2 separate regions of the Sus scrofa genome follow, and region 1 is linked to region 2. A link is a contact called in public Hi-C data. All regions are on one chromosome and are shown on one strand. The core of a region is the stretch at or near the end of the contact, and the rest is flanking DNA. Distances in the headings are between cores, read along the strand shown.

Region 1 (4,676 bases), core at 1,418-3,917, 160 kb after region 2:
CTCCACCGTATTTGCAAATCTTTGGATCTTTGCGTGGTTTTATAAGTATTTCCTTTTTCTTCCAAAGACACATGGAATTTGTTGCTGTAACGTTTCCACTTGGTTCTTCAACAAGAAGGTATTTTCGTTTTCTAGTCTTCAGAAAAATCCGTGATTCCAAGGCTCAGTTTAAAAAACGCAGTCAGTGAAGCCAACCCATTGGATTATACATTTGAAGTAAAAGCTGAGTTCAGAGACAGAATAAAACGATTGGTCTGGTAAACTTCTGTTTCAGAAGTCAAGATGAGTATTCTGAAATGAAAGTTTCTTTATACTCCAGAATGTTTAAGCTAAAGTTAGCAATTTTGTTTTGCTTTCCAGTGCAGAGTTTCAGAGACGTAAACATTCCCAGTTCGGTCTCATTTACTTCTTGCTCCTTTTAAATGAAGTTTTCCGTATTCCTACATTGGATGCCAGATGGCGGTAGGCAGAGGAGTCTTTGAAAGGTTCCAAATAGATTCCTCAGCGTGTTAGCTCTTGCTGAATCGAGGCCTTTTCCTCTGTAACCAGCTGTATTGTGAGACGGACTTTCTCTGAGGAGAAAAAGAAAGGCTTGCTGGATTTGTAGTATGACATCACAGGAAGAAGAGGCTGGGCTTGGACAAAGAAAGGTTTCAGCCCAGTTTGTTTGCAGTTCCTTTAATCTGATAATGTGTCTGCTGGGAATATACCTAGGAGGCTTGCAAAGGCCACTGACTGTTTAGCTGAGCCGTCTGCCCATTAACTCTTTTTTTGCAGAAACGCATTCTGGAATGTTGACCATTTCTCAGGGAGTTTGCTTTTCTTTCCTTTCTTTTTTATTCTTTCTCTCTTTTTGGTAGTAGTTGAGAGAGGAAAAAAATCAGTATGTGTTTAGGATAGGACTTTTTTAAAACTGAAATTTGTAGGTGTACTTCTAAATTGAAATTGTTGGTGATATCTTAATATAGCATTAAAAAGAAACTGTTTAATGACTGTAAAAGAGAGAAATTTAGTTATAAAAAGGATTTGAGTTGAGAGACCAAATTTTGCACTCTTGGCTTCTGTTTTCCACAGTTGCTCCTCAAGATTTAATTTGTTTTAATTGCCATGATTGTGTGTGGCTCCAATCCTGGATCTCTTCACTTTTCGATTAACAATTTTCTAACATCCTTTCCTCGTTCTCATAAAATTAAATTAAAATTTTATAGCACTTTTAATTTTTTAATTACCACTTTTACCAAAGAATAAATTTGAAAATGTTTATGTTTGGCATAGTTTTAATTTTACAGAATGAAATTGTATCTTTTTAAACAAAATATTTTCCCCTAAATTGATTGAAATAAATTTTGTAAAATAAAAGTTACACTACTTGGCTAAATTTTAGGTTCCTGATTTTAATTCCCCCCGCCCTCACCTACTCCTCCTAATAATTTGACATTAATTATATATTGGAATGTAGGTCAGATTTTGTTTTCATTTAAAAGCTCATGTGAGTGGTTTCTCTGTGTTTAAAGTAGACTCATTTTTTAAAGCCCAAAGAAATTAGAAGGAAGTATGTGTGAGAAAGGGGTAGTTGAATGTAGATAGTATTTCCTCAAGGATTATGTTTTTTCTTATTCTAAATTACCATTTTTTTCAGAAAAGACTATAGTTTGGTTTAATGTTACTATTTTCTAGCTTGGTTCCATTTGAGCTGAAACTATTCCTTGCAGGTATCAATTAAGGAAATTTGGTGAATTTAAGAGCACTTTATTTTTCTTTCTCAGTTACTTAACTAATTTAAAACTGATATTTTAGGAGTTCCCATCATGGTGCAGTGGAAACGAATCTGACTAGGAACCATGAGGTTGCAAGTTTGGTCCCTGGCCTCATCTGTGACCTATACCACAGCTCATGGCAATGCCAGATCCTTAACCTACTGAGCAAGGCCAGAGATCCAACTGCATCCTCATGGATACTAGTCAGATTGTTTTCTGCTAAGCCATGACAGGAACTCCTCTGTTTTTTTTTTTCGAATTGGTTATTTCTAGCCTTGATGATAGTATCAGTTTTATTTTGTCCCTTCTTTATTCTCTCTGCTGTCTTTTTACTAACCCTGTCACTTTTATCTATGTGGTGGTTATAGTATCTTGTCTTATTTCTGGTCCTACCCTCTTTCAATTTCCCCTGCCAGACAGTCACAAATCAAGTCACAAATGATCAACTAAGTATTTATTTATACGCTCTTGCTTCCAAAAAGAATTTAAAGCAGATTATACTTTTAAAACTGTCAAACTGATGAAACTAAATATTTAAGATTTTAGAATTTTATTATATGAAATTATACCTACATTTTAAAAGTTAAAAAGAAAGTGTGGAACAGTTAATATTTTTAGATGTGAGAAATGTGCGAGATATTATTCTAAACATTACTCATATCCATTCTAAAAATCACGCATTTTTAATGTAATACATGTTTGCAAAAAGCAAAAAATAAAAACCTGTGACGATTACACATTAAAAAAGCTTTTCCTCTACAAAAGACCTTTCCTTTCCAAAACACAAGTAAGATACCATGTCTTTTTATTATAAAATTAATCAAGGAGGAATTTTCACAACTGTAAAGTATTCTCTCATTAAAGGTTTTGATGGCCATAATTGGAGTTGTACTTAACATTGAGAATATGAGATAATGTAAAAAAAAAAAAAATTTGAATGAGAGTGTAGTGAAATAACTATGTTCACATTTAAAACAAAGTGTGGAACAGTGAAATTTTAAAATAGAAGAACAGTGTTCTGAATTTATTTTATTCATTTTGAAAGCAGCACACGTTTGCCCTGATGAGAAGTGATTCTTCAGGGTCTTTTTCCATCTCAAATTTATAGCTATGGACGTTCCCATCGTGGCGCAGTGGGAACAAATCTGACTAGGAACCATGAGGTTGTGGGTTCGATCCCTGGCCTCGCTCAGTGGGTTAAGGATCCGGCGTTGCTGTGAGCTGTGTGTAGGTCGCAGACACGGTTGGGATCTGACATTGCTGTGGCTCTGGTGTAGGCTGGCAGCAATAGCTCTAATTAGACCCCTAGCCTGGGAACCTCCATATGCCATGGGTGCAGCCCTATAAAGACAAAAGACCAAAAAAAAAAAAAAAAAAAAAAATTACAGCTATGAAAAAAGCCGGAGTTGGAGTTCTCTTGTGGTGCAGTGGATTAAGGATGTAGCATTGTCACTGCAGCAGCTTGGGTCACTGCTTGGGTGTGGCTTTGATCCCTGCCCCTGGGAACTTCCACACATCATGGATGTGGCAAAAAAAAAAAAAGCCAAAATCTTCTCGTTTTAGATTCTTCTGAAGCCTGTTACAGTAATTTTTTTCTTTTAAAAAATTATTTTTTTATTTATGTATAGTTGATTTACAGTGCTGTATGATAAATTTTCTATTTAAGTTTAGAAACAAAACTTTCTCAGTTTGAGAATAGAACATGTATAATTTATATTGATAGAATATATTTATTTTATGTCCAAATATCTTTTAACCTAATAGGAAAATTTATTAAATTGTAGACAAATTTAGTATTACTAAATGGGGATCATTACCGTTCTGTCATTACCTAAAAGTGATTTACCTTTTTGTCATTACTGCAAATGCAACTCTTTACTAGAGCCTGAGTTCGGGGGGTTGAACCAGCTGGTGGGGTTGGGTGGGAGTAGAAGAAGAAAGATTTCAAAGGTAATGTATGATGATTTATAGCAAAGTAAAAGCAGACAAGAATGGTGATTGAAGCAGCTTCAAGCAAAGAGGTAAAGGAAGTGCAGAGGAGCAGGAAGGCTGTGGTGGTGTAAGACCTAGAACTTGAGGGAGGGTATTCATCACTTCCAGCACTTCCCTTGTCCCTTCCTCCTTTTTTCCTGTCTCTGCCTGCTTCCTGCTCCTTCATCTGCCCCTCTTAAAATCTTACTTCATTTTTGTGTGGAGGAGACCTCCCAATCTCATCAGTTCCTTTTTTGTACTTCTTCAGACCTTGTTAAAATGTCTGGCTTTTAGGACATACAATCCGGTTAGGAGTAGAAAACAAAGAAATAATTGCAGTGTAGAGTGTAACAGTAGATGTTTGTACAACATGGAGATAAGGGCCTCCAGAGGAGATAATGTCTAGAGAAAGCTAGCCTTTAAAGCTGGATCAAAGTTTGGAATTTCTAATCTTGAGGGCGAAAGCCATGCCTGGTAATAATGTCTTAGTATAGTCCCATTAATATAGTCAGTCAGGCCTTTACCAGAAACACAGAAAATGACTTGAGTGACTGTTTTCTCAGTTCTCAGAAGGATGCTGCATAACTAGTTTCACTCTAAATTCCTAGAAGAGGAATGAGTATATACGCTTGACTAAATTTCTTTTTTTCCTTTTTTTTTTTTTTTTTTTTTTTTTTACAAATGACAGATTTTTAAGATCTAGCTCTATGAATATATTGCAAGTACACCTAAAAGCATAAACTCATTTCACTTTGAGCATTTATGTACATGTTTTTCTTTTAACCCAAAGATGGCCTCTTTAAATAGCTATTAATGCCTAAAAGCATATGGAAGCTTTAATCAGTAAGATTCTAAGCCACTAGCAATCCATTCCCAGAACAAAATTTCCATGATCACTTCTTTTATTGGTTTGCCAGTGTGATCATTTCAGTCATCTTATTTCACATT
Region 2 (4,864 bases), core at 1,828-4,327:
ACGAATCTGACCAGTATCCATGAGGACATAGGTTCGATCCCTGGCCTCACTCAGTGGGTTAAGGAACCAGCGTTGCCGTGAGCTGTGGTGTAGGTCACAGACGCAGCTTGAATCTGGCGTTGATGTGGCTGTGGTATAGGCCAGCCCGGCAGCTGTAGCTCTGTTTAGACCCCTAGCCTAGGAACTTCATATGGTTCGGGCGAGGCCCTAAAAAAAAAAAAAAAAAAAAAAGGAAGGAGAGAGAAAAACAGTGTTTGCTTAATTAAGCCTGAAGAGAAGCAAGTAGAAGAAACCTTCACTTTTTGCCCAGAAACACTGTTTTTGATAAACGCTGAGACAAAGCCACAAGGTGTCCAGCTACAGCCACACATTGTTAGGGGGGAAGGTGTTAAATGGCTTATTCAGAGCTGTCCTTTCACTAAGGGTCCCATGTTTGCAAAAATGTTCTCCCAATCAACCTGCTAAATTTGGAGGCGAATGCTCAGAAGGTATGGAGAAGTAAAGACCCTGAGCGGGGATCCTTTTCCAAGCACGTTACACAAACCTAAATGATCTACGATTCCTGAATTTATTTCACGGACCCTAGTTTGTCTTCCTGTTTTCTTATTCCCTCAACATCAATGTGGAAAAGAAAACAGAGGTCTTCTACGACTCCCTTAACATTTGCTAGTTAGTGGTAACTTATGACTCTGTTTTTAACTTTCTTTTGTTGAGTCATTGACTTTCATCCTGCCCCACTCAGTTTCCAGGGTCATTGGGCAAACTTTTATAAGTCACGGGACTGGATTTGTTTTGTTTGGTCTGGATCCAGCTTCTTTATTATCTCTACTGTTGTGTACTACACAGTTTTGGAGACGCACCAGATAAAATGGAGAAACAAAACAAGGAGATTATTCCCAGACTGTTTGCCAACTGATTTTAAACTGTTGCTTGCTGCTGGTACACGAAACAAAGAGTCGTCTTTTATTCCTGAATCTTTTAGACTAGACGTGGTGGTTAATCTCTGGTTCTGTCACACTCCTTTGTTCTTTGCCTCAGTTTCCTAATTTGTTTAATAGTGTTCATAATTTAGTTCTCTTCCCTGATTCTAATGCAAAAGACAAAACCTTGAGTATTTTCCCACCATTCCATCCTAACAAAAAGAGGAGCAGGAAGGATATATGTATAGTCATGTATAATCCTCCAGATCTTTTTATTTTTTTTGTCTTTTTGCCATTTCTTGGGCTGCTCCCGCGGCACATGGAGGTTCCCAGGCTGGGGGTTGAATCAGAGCTGTAGCTGCTGGCCTACACCAGAGCCACAGCAACTTGGGATCCAAGCCGACTCTGCAACCTACAGCACAGCTCACAGCAATGCCGGATCCTTAACCCACTGAGCAAGGCCAGGGATCAAACCCTAAACGTCATGGTTCCTAGTCGGATTCGTTAACCACTGAGCCACAACGGGAACTCCCCTCCAGATCTTGCTTCAAGAATTTCTTGGTCTTCAACTGGAATGTCTCAGGAAATCTATGAGACTATGCCAGTTCACAGAATCAACCCCACAGAGTTGATCTCTGGATAAGGGAGGCCCAGAGCGTCTAAATAAGTGGCTGCAAGTCATACGGCTCTTTAGGGTCAGAACTCAGCAGGACTGGAACCTAAATCTTACTATTTGCAATTGAACATTTAATTCATTTTCACTCAAATTTTGGAATGCCTACCGCAGACTCAAGGTTTGGGCTGGGTTACTATGATCTGAGATTCTGGGAACTTGGAATGTTTTGCAGGGAATGGTGATCTGATTCTATGCAGAGACTAAGAGACCTAACCCCCTCCTTGAGCAGAGCCAAATCCCCCAGAACCTCAGACTCAGTCTACTTTTTTCATGGTTGACTCAGGGAAGAGCTGACGCAGCTGAAACATTCTAGGGTACACCCACATCCAGGGTTGAACCAGGACAGAGGCGGGTGGAAAAAGGGTACAAGATCAACCATTTATCCAAAGAGCCATCTGTTGACACAGTCATTAACCCAGTAACAGTGCGAGCCAGAATCCTCTCTCCAATTAGTTGCAAACGAAATCTCTTCCAAACATAACTCTGCATTATCCATAAGATTTTTTAAATTTTGCAGAAAGCTACAAAAGACTCATCATCAAATATGAATCACAAATCAGCCTTGTGTGCATGTGGGTTTTGTCCAAGTCGACACAAGTAGGGAACATTTTGTTTCCGAAATCTGAGATGTATGAAACACAAATCTGCCAAGAGTCTTCCTCCGAACTGCTCTGGGACTAGGCAGGGCAGCCACTGACCTTGCGAGGGCGGGGGGCGAGGGGTGAGGGGCGGGGGTGAGGTGGGGTGGAGGGTGGAGAAGAAAAGGCAAGTCTGAGTAGAGTAACGCCCTTGGGTGAGGTCCGGGAAGATAAAGTAGTCAGATCACTTGGATAGAGCGAATTCAACATTTCTTTGCTCCACTGAGCCGGTTCCATAATAAAGTGAGAAAATGGAGGTGTAAACGCCCCCAAATTCCACGGCCTTTCGATTCCTGGTTGACACCAGGCAGGGAATGGTGGGCTGCTGCTGCCAGAGGTTAATCCATTGTCCGCGGCGCACCCAGGAAAGTTCACCTGCTTTTGCTCCAAAGCTGCAACCTTGTGCTCAGTGGCAAACTGATTGGAAACGAATTCAGAACTGCAAAACTCACGCCCGCACGCAGAAGGACCCCTTCCTTCCCAGCCGGATCCCTCCTTCCACCCAGGGTCAGACTCCCCAACACATCTGCACGTCGGGTCGGCCTGCTCGACCCCGCCCGGCCCGCCTCCGACCCCGCCCCCTGTGCCCCCCTCCCGGTTTGCCCGCCTCTGGCCCCGCCTTCGGGGGAGGGGGGCCGAGCGAGCCGTCGCCGCCCTCGCCTGGGAGCTGCGAGGCTTCAGTAACCCTGCAGCAGTAGCCACCTCTGTCGCTGCGGAGCTGCTTGTCTCCGGTTGCTGCTGAGCCGCGTTCGGAGCCCTGCCGAGGAGGCTGCAGCCGTAGCAGGAGCCCGCAGCCCGCGCCCGAGCCCGCAGCCGCCGCCGAGGGCGCCCCAGGCCGCGCCATGGTGAAGGTGACGTTCAACTCGGCTCTGGCCCAGAAGGAGGCCAAGAAGGACGAGCCCAAGAGCGGAGAGGAGGCGCTCATCATCCCCCCCGACACCGTCGCGGTGGACTGCAAGGTCCGAGGGCCAGGGCTCGGGGGAGAGGGCGCTGGGCCCGCGGGGAGAGCTGGTGGGGCCGGGGCGGCTCTGCGCCCGAGGAGGCGCGGGACAGGCTCCCCGAGAGGGCCGACCTCTCCTTTTTCGCAGGCTGCTCCCCTTTCTTGTCCGGCGCAGCTTCTTTGTGAGAAAGTGCGTGTGCAGAAAGCGGAGCCGGGAGCGGGGGCTTGGGGGAGGCCTGGAGCGAGGAGGCCCGTTGGAGAACTGTGCCGAGTGCACGGTCGTTGGTGCAGTCGGGGAATGTGCGTGGGGCCGGGACTGGGTTCGGTGGACCTGGAGCCCAGCGACGACATGCAAAACAACAAAAACAACAACAGAGTTTGGCACTTCCTCCCAGTATAAATAATGTGTCTAAAATGGCTGACATCATAACAAGCCTAAACCTCTCTTGCTTCTTACTTTCGTTTCCAGGCTAAACAGCCCTTGGACTAAGTCTGGCTCCTGTAAGCCTCTTAATTTTAAAAGCCTTTTCTTCTTCACCTTCTCATTTCCCACGGCCTTTCGGTACTGGCAGACGAAGTTCACGGTGGGGTCCGGAGACGGGGCAAGGGAGCGGGTGAGGGGAGAAAGCAAGGTGACGGTCTGCTCAGTTGGTTCTGGCTGTTAATTTATAATTAAAGCACATATGCCCGGTGAAGATCAGTAATTACCATGTGGATGTTAGTGCAAAACCGACAATTAATTTTAAATTATATCAGTATCTTTACGAGAACCCCTTACGCTAAGTGAAACTAAACGTTAAGAAACTTGTCCTATGTCCCTTTTTAAATGGTCCTTAATTTTAGAAAAATCTCTCTTTTAGCCCTAAGCAAAAATGACGAAAGGAACCGTAATTGTGCTAAGTTTTAGTGCTTACAATATCATTTGAGACATGATGGTAATTGTCGCAGAAGTTAAATAGGAAAGCCTCACAGCCTCTTTCTACCAGATCTTTTAGGCTGCTAAAATTTAATCCTAGAGAAATTAATTGTAGAAGTTATTTAGGTTGCATCGTTTATTTCTGAATTTTTCGTTAGCATTTTTCCAGACCTGTTATAAGTAGGGTGTTTTAACTAAGTTAAAACTGAGTTTTACCTTTAAAAAAATAGTTTGTGCAGGTATGAGTAATAAGCATTTTTTATATGGTCTGATGAAAATTACTGCTATTCAAAGGAAAACACACTGTAAGAAAGTGTGTGAAAAATAACATGTTGGTTTGGACGTGCCTGTACTCATTTTTTGGAAATATTCTAGTTAAAAACACAAACACGAGGAGTTGAGTTTTAAATGACTGCCTTGCCCTGAAATAGGAAGTGGACTGATTCCCTAAAAGGATTAAGAGTTTTGGTATTGGTATTGTTTTCCTGAATCCATTGCAAATAGTCCTGGTCTTAAGAGAAAATGTTTGGAATCCACAGAGGATAATTCCTGCAGCAAATTATTATCTTAGCTCTATGTTTATCTAACATTCATTGTACCTAAAATAGATAGGTGGTCAAGTGCCTGGTCATAACAGACTGAAATACTTATATATATAGAGATTAGGTAGATTTTAATCCTTTGTCCATCTTTTCAAAAATCCTATAAACATATATAACTCCTCCCATTTAAAAAATAGAGAAAGCATCGGATGGTGTTACTTCAGAAAGCTTT

Evidence for each region. A called contact is a pair of places that touch in the nucleus more often than the background predicts.
Region 1: a contact with region 2 is called in a Hi-C map of embryonic fibroblasts, with 1.9 times the contacts expected there. The contact joins the promoter of LPAR6 here to the promoter of ITM2B in region 2. A contact is called at or near these places in 1 of 5 promoter capture datasets (liver), 4 of 47 Hi-C or Micro-C datasets (embryonic fibroblasts, fetal skeletal muscle and skeletal muscle) and 2 of 2 datasets of contacts at active chromatin or transcription factors (alveolar macrophages and skeletal muscle).

The regions. Positions count from the first base shown.
Region 1 is chr11:19,214,296-19,218,971 of Sscrofa11.1, reverse strand. LPAR6 (lysophosphatidic acid receptor 6) reads right to left here and starts at 2,667. Exons shown (of 1, transcript XM_003482887.4): 1 at 1-2,667. The region is part of intron 17 of RB1 (RB transcriptional corepressor 1); the gene reads left to right.
Region 2 is chr11:19,375,912-19,380,775 of Sscrofa11.1, reverse strand. ITM2B (integral membrane protein 2B) reads left to right here and starts at 3,077. Exons shown (of 6, transcript NM_001042375.1): 1 at 3,077-3,193. The coding sequence starts at 3,077.